Linked DNA regions of Athene noctua: region 1 is linked to region 2. The links are chromatin contacts, called in public Hi-C maps. All regions are on one chromosome and are shown on one strand. The core of a region is the stretch at or near the end of the contact, and the rest is flanking DNA. Distances in the headings are between cores, read along the strand shown. Region 1 holds the start of BHLHE22 (basic helix-loop-helix family member e22). Region 2 holds the start of CYP7B1 (cytochrome P450 family 7 subfamily B member 1).

Region 1 (2,700 bases), core at 142-2,641, 140 kb before region 2:
TCGCCCCGACGCCGGCGGCGACATCCCGGCGTTGGGGAGCGGAGCGGGGTGCTCCCGCCCGGGGGAGGCAGGCAGGGACCGAGCTGCAAAGAGTTGGTGAATCACAATTAAAGAAAAAAAAAAAAAAAAAGTTTGGTGGGTTCTGCCCTTTCTCACCCCGCCCTCCCTCCTCCCCAGATCGGTTCGTTTTCAAGGTAACTGATGGGGCTTTATGTTTTTTATAGGGACACGGGGGATAATCACTCGAAAGCGGCAATCTGCTACTTGAAAAGGGCTAAGGGGAGGAGGAGGGGAACCACCCCGTAGTTTGGTCTCCGTTTGCTTGGGGGGGGGGGGGGGGGGGCGGGCTGGGGACCATTCGCCTCCCAGGGAAGCAAGATGGACTTTGGCGGTGGGCAGGAGTGGGCACGGCGGTTCGGGTTGGTCCGGGTTGGATTTGGTTTTTTTTTTCCTTTCTTTCCCAGGAGAGCCTTGTCGCGAAGACGGGTGGGGGTGGGAGTGGGCTATAAGTTAATGTAAATGCAGGGGGTGGGTGGGCTGGGGTGGGGGGAGAGGGTGTCACTCCTGACTCCACGGCTAAGTTAGCAGAAGTCTGCTGGCAGCACTCGGAAGGGGAAGCGTTGAAGCGGGCTTTTCTGCAGTGCAGGGCTGTAATTTGCTGAAGGAGGCAAAGAACATCCTTCGATCTAAGTAGGGCTTTTAGTGTGCTCATTGATGAGTGAAAGTCGCCACACATGTCAAGCTAAAGGCAGTTGTTGGGTTACTAACAGGACACAACGTCTTGCAAACATATGCGTTAAGCTGTGTATACAGATGGCAGGGAGAATAATGGAGCAGGCGCCTCTTATAAAGCTCTAGCTGCTGCCTGTCTTCAGACCTGGGAAATGAAACTATTCAGACTCAGGGCCAGATAGCGCCGGGGATTGTTTGTTACCGTTTTAATCCTATTAATTAAAACGTTAACCTGATTGGGTAGAAAGCTCTGTCCCAACAGGCGAGTCTTCTTCATAATAACCTACTCTCAGAGATAATGATGTAAAAGACTCCCCCGTCTGCGGCGGCTGCTGGTTGATGGGTCCGGAAATCTCTTGAAGGTGAATCCAAGCAAGATAAACGGTGGAAGCGGCTCCGCTGGCAGTGCACAATGCCCCAGCGCGGCGCCTGCTGAGGGCGAGCCGCAGCCGGAGCCGCAGCCCCCGCCGGAGCCGCAGCCGGAGCCGGAGCCGCGGCCGCCGCCGGAGCCGGAGCCGGAGCCGAAGCCGTAGCAGCAGCAGCAGCAGCAGCCGCCGGAGCAGCAGCCGGAGCCGGAGCCGGGGCAGGGGCAGCCGCGGCGCCGGGCACGGCGCAGCCCCGGCGGGAGCCGGGAGGCGATTTCTGCCAGCGGGACGCCGGGGAGCCGCCCGCCGCGGCGCGGAGCCTTGGAGGAGCGGGCCGGGAGCTGAGGGGGGCGGAGGAGGCGGAGGCGGAGGCGAGCGGGGCGCCGATGGAGCGGGCGCTGGGGCTGCCCGCAGAAGAGGACCTCTTCCACAAGAGCCTCGCCGCCTCGGCCAAGCGCATGGAGTCCGCCTTCCGCTCGCCCCCGGGGCTCGACCTCTCCCACCCCCGCGACCGCCAGCCCTCGCCGCTCGCCTGCTACGAGGCGGCGGAGCCCGAGGCGCTGCTGCAGCCCGGCGTCGGCGGCGACCCGCTGGCGCTGCCGCCGGGCTCCGTCTGCGTCAAGTACGGCGAGAGCGCCAGCCGCAGCTCGGTGGCCGAGAGCAGCGGCGGCGAGCAGAGCCCCGACGACGACAGCGACGGCCGCTGCGAGCTGGTGCTGCGCGGCGCCGGGGGGGACCCGCGCGTCGCCTCGCCGGCGGCGGGCGGCGGCGGCGGCGGCGGCGGGGGGGGCGGGGGGCTGAAGGCGGCCGAGGGCGGCTGCTCCAACAGCCACGGGCACGGCGGCAGCAAGAAGTCCAAGGAGCAGAAGGCGCTGCGCCTCAACATCAACGCGCGGGAGCGGCGGCGGATGCACGACCTGAACGACGCGCTGGACGAGCTGCGGGCGGTCATCCCCTACGCGCACAGCCCCTCGGTGCGGAAGCTCTCCAAGATCGCCACGCTCCTCCTGGCCAAGAACTACATCCTGATGCAGGCGCAGGCCCTGGAGGAGATGCGGCGCCTGGTGGCTTATCTCAACCAGGGCCAGGCCATCTCCGCCGCCTCCCTGCCCAGCTCCGCCGCGGCGGCGGCGGCGGCGGCGGCGGCGCTGCACCCCGCCCTCGGCGCCTACGAGCAGGCGGCCGGGTACCCCTTCAGCGCCGGGCTGCCCCCCGCCACCTCCTGCCCCGAGAAATGTGCCATTTTCAACAGCGTCTCCTCCAGCCTCTGCAAACAGTGCACGGAGAAGCCTTAAGCGCCGCCGCCGTTGCCGCCCCCCGCCGCCGCCGCGGCCCCGGGGAGCGGCGACAGCCGGCGACCCGGCCCCGGGCCGGGGGCCGCGGGGGCGGCGGAGGGACTGAGCGCTGCCCGGCCCCCGCCTCCCCCCGCCCGGCCTCGCCTCGCCTCCCCCTTCTCCTCGGGTGTTGCCGAGACGGGACCGCGCCGGGAGGCAGCGTGTGCGCCGCGCCGCGCCGGGGAGGGGGCGCGGGGCCGCCGGGAGGAAGCCCCGGACCGGGGGGGGGCGGGGGGGGGGCGCTCCAGCCGGGCGCCCGCCGCGCCGCC
Region 2 (2,864 bases), core at 6-2,505:
TTTAACGCTATGCATTTCGTTATGTGATTAAAAAAAAAAAACAAAACAAAACAAACTAATACAGTGAATCCTTCCCCTTCTTCACTCCTCCTCCACTGAGCCTTTACACGTATTTATTCATCAGCTGCGAAACAAGCCCTGAAGAGCATCAAGTATTGGCAAGACACGTGAAAAACACCCGGGAAAGGTTAGCATATTCAAAAAGAACAGTTCCAGACAACACTTCATTCCCCCCAAAACCTGCAACTTCTACTGAAGTGTTCCAAAATACGAGTGTCCGTTCTGTGAAGCTTTAAACCGTGCAGTTGAAAGACACTAAAGGCAACACCGTGTTAGACGCTGACAAAAGTCACCGAGATGCCCATGACCCGAGTCCTAGGGGTAATACTGCTGTCAGCTGCTCATCACGCAGAGAAGCGGCAGCGGAGGGCCGATGCTGCAGCCCAGCAGCAGCGCTTGTCCACCCTGGCTCAGCAGATAAGGTCTGCGCACCTCGGACTCCACCGGAAGGTTCTCAAGTGCTGCGCTGGGTCTTTTTTGCTCCATATCGGCGCACAGGCGATACTGAGGTTTGGAGCAAAACTAAAGGTCGGGCCAAACTGCCCGGGGCCAGGCCACGGGCGTCGCGCACCCCTTGTTTTGGAGCACGGATTTCCACGCACCCACGAAAGGCGAGACCAGCCTCCCCGGGCGCGCCGAGCACCCACGTGCGAGCGGCGGGCCCCCACACTCTCTCCCGCCGGCCACCGCGGAGGAGCCGCCGCCGCCGTCTCCCCCTCGCCCCCGGCCGCGGCGCCGCAGCCCCGCCGAGCCGCGGCCGCTCCGGGGCCCCGCCAGCGCCCCCACGCTCGCCCCGGGGCCCGCGGGCCGCCATCCCCCGAGGCCCCGCCGCGGCGGCGGCGGGCGCTGATAGGGCTTCCCGGCGCGGAGGGGCGGGCGGAGGGAAGCGCGGCCCAATGCGCGGCGCGACGCGGCGCCCGCCCCGCAGCCCCGCTCCCCCGGCGCGGCCGTGCAGGAATGCGGCGGCCGCCCCCAGCGCCGCCGTCCCCGCCGCCCCGGTACCTTTTCCTCCTGCAGAGCAGGCACACGGCCCAGAGGAGCAGGGCGGCGGCGGCCGCCCCGCCGTAGGTGCCGAGCTGCAGCGCGTCGGGGCCCATGGTCGCCTCGGCGGCCGCCGGTACCTCGCCGCCGCCGGAGGAGCAAAGTTTCGCACGTCCTCCCGCTCCCTCGCAGGAGAGGCGCCCGGCCGGCCGGCCCTCCCCCGCCCACCCCGAGCCCAGGGGGCTGGGTTTGGCTGCTCGGAGCCGGACTTGGCGAGCGGGCCCGGTGCGACCCGGCCGGCTCCTCCCCGGGGAGCGCCCGGCGCGGGGAGGGTCGCGCCCGCCCGCCCCCGCGGCCTCCCGGCGGCGGCGGGGAAGCCCCGGACTCCGGCTTGCCGGGAAGGACTCCGGCCCGGCGGAAAGGTCCCGGCACGGAGGTTGGGGGCGGGGGGTCCCGGCGTCATCCCACCGCCCCGGAAAGCGGCCCCTTCCCTCCCAGCCCCTTCGGCCTTCCCCGCACCCCGGGAGGGGCTCGGTGCGCCCCCAGACCCGGCCTCGGGTGGAGGAGCGGCGGTGGCGTGTCCCCAGGGCAAACGGTGCCAGGCTTGGGCGGGTAGCGGCTCTGGCAGCCCTCTGACCTCCGCTCGGCTTTGGTACAAACACCTGATGTGTGTCTCCTGCTTCAAAACCAAGACGACACAACACACACACACACACAGAGCTTTATAAAACTTAACCTGAGGTAGGATAAACAAGATACGAATAGCGAAGGTCAGCTCTTGACGTTGTGCTGTGAGAGAAGAAGCGGGGTCCAGTCCTCTCTGTCATCCCCTCCCATGCCAGCCCCTCTGGCGTGTTATAGAGGGGAAGAGGTGAGAAACCAAAACCTGAGGCAACGGGGAGATCCCCAGCTTGAGGAAGCGGGTTGGGTTGGAGAGGGACAGAGGTCCAGAGAGTTTGGTACAGCGTGTCAGGGCCAGGGGGTAACAAAATACCAGGGCGGCGGCAGTACCTTATGTACCTCTGCTGCCATTTGGTACAAGGTACAATCAGAAACTGCTGCAAGATACCATCTAACACAAATTCACACTGAAAGACAAAGTAAGATGCTCCAGTTTCGGGAATTACGTCTTTGTTGAATGCTGACAGACAAGTTCACGTACCTTACTCATTCTCAGCTGTATGTAGTATTACAAAGTCTGTATTTCACAATATTTGGTGGTTTCTGCATTGCTTTCATCTTGGAAACAAGCTGTACAACGCTCAGTTTTCTGAATTGCCCCGTGGTAAGTTTTGCCTGAATTGCAGCAATCCAAATGTATCTTAGCACTTAGCTAAAAAACCTTCCTGACTTTAGCAGATTTCATAAGTTTTAGAGGCCTGACTCACATCAGAGGGTTTGCAGTTGGCAGTGCTGTGTGTCTTCTTCCTCAAAAGTTCCTGTTAATTTCAGTGACATACTTAAAAATGTCACTGTATAAATCAGAGAAAATCTAATTAATGCGTCTCACATAAACGTGTCTCAGAATCTGGTCACTGCTGCTTAAAAACATCAGCTGTCCCTCCTGAGATCAAAAAACCAGACACCCTTATTGTGCAATACAATGCACAGAGGGAAACTGTAAGAGAAACTAACGTTTTACTCATAACTCTGTAGAATTTTTTGAAGGGAACTGTATCTGAAATCCCCAGCTTGGGAATCCCAAGGGGCTTCTTAGAGACTAATCCTGTTAATTCTTGGGAAAATAGTAATTTAGAATTTTAACATTAATTTAGCATTGCAGTGTAAGACATTACACAGTGTAAAATATTACTCATTTTACA

What was found. A called contact is a pair of places that touch in the nucleus more often than the background predicts.
Region 1: a contact with region 2 is called in a Hi-C map of heart, with 4 times the contacts expected there. The contact joins the promoter of BHLHE22 here to the promoter of CYP7B1 in region 2. A contact is called at or near these places in 2 of 2 Hi-C or Micro-C datasets (heart and liver).

Annotation. Positions count from the first base shown.
Region 1 is chr2:39,425,423-39,428,122 of bAthNoc1.hap1.1, reverse strand. BHLHE22 (basic helix-loop-helix family member e22) reads left to right here and starts at 1,391. Exons shown (of 1, transcript XM_074897700.1): 1 at 1,391-2,485. The coding sequence starts at 1,484. The coding sequence ends at 2,392.
Region 2 is chr2:39,286,265-39,289,128 of bAthNoc1.hap1.1, reverse strand. It overlaps CYP7B1 (cytochrome P450 family 7 subfamily B member 1), which reads right to left and starts at 1,255. Exons shown (of 6, transcript XM_074898899.1): 1 at 1,063-1,255. The coding sequence starts at 1,157.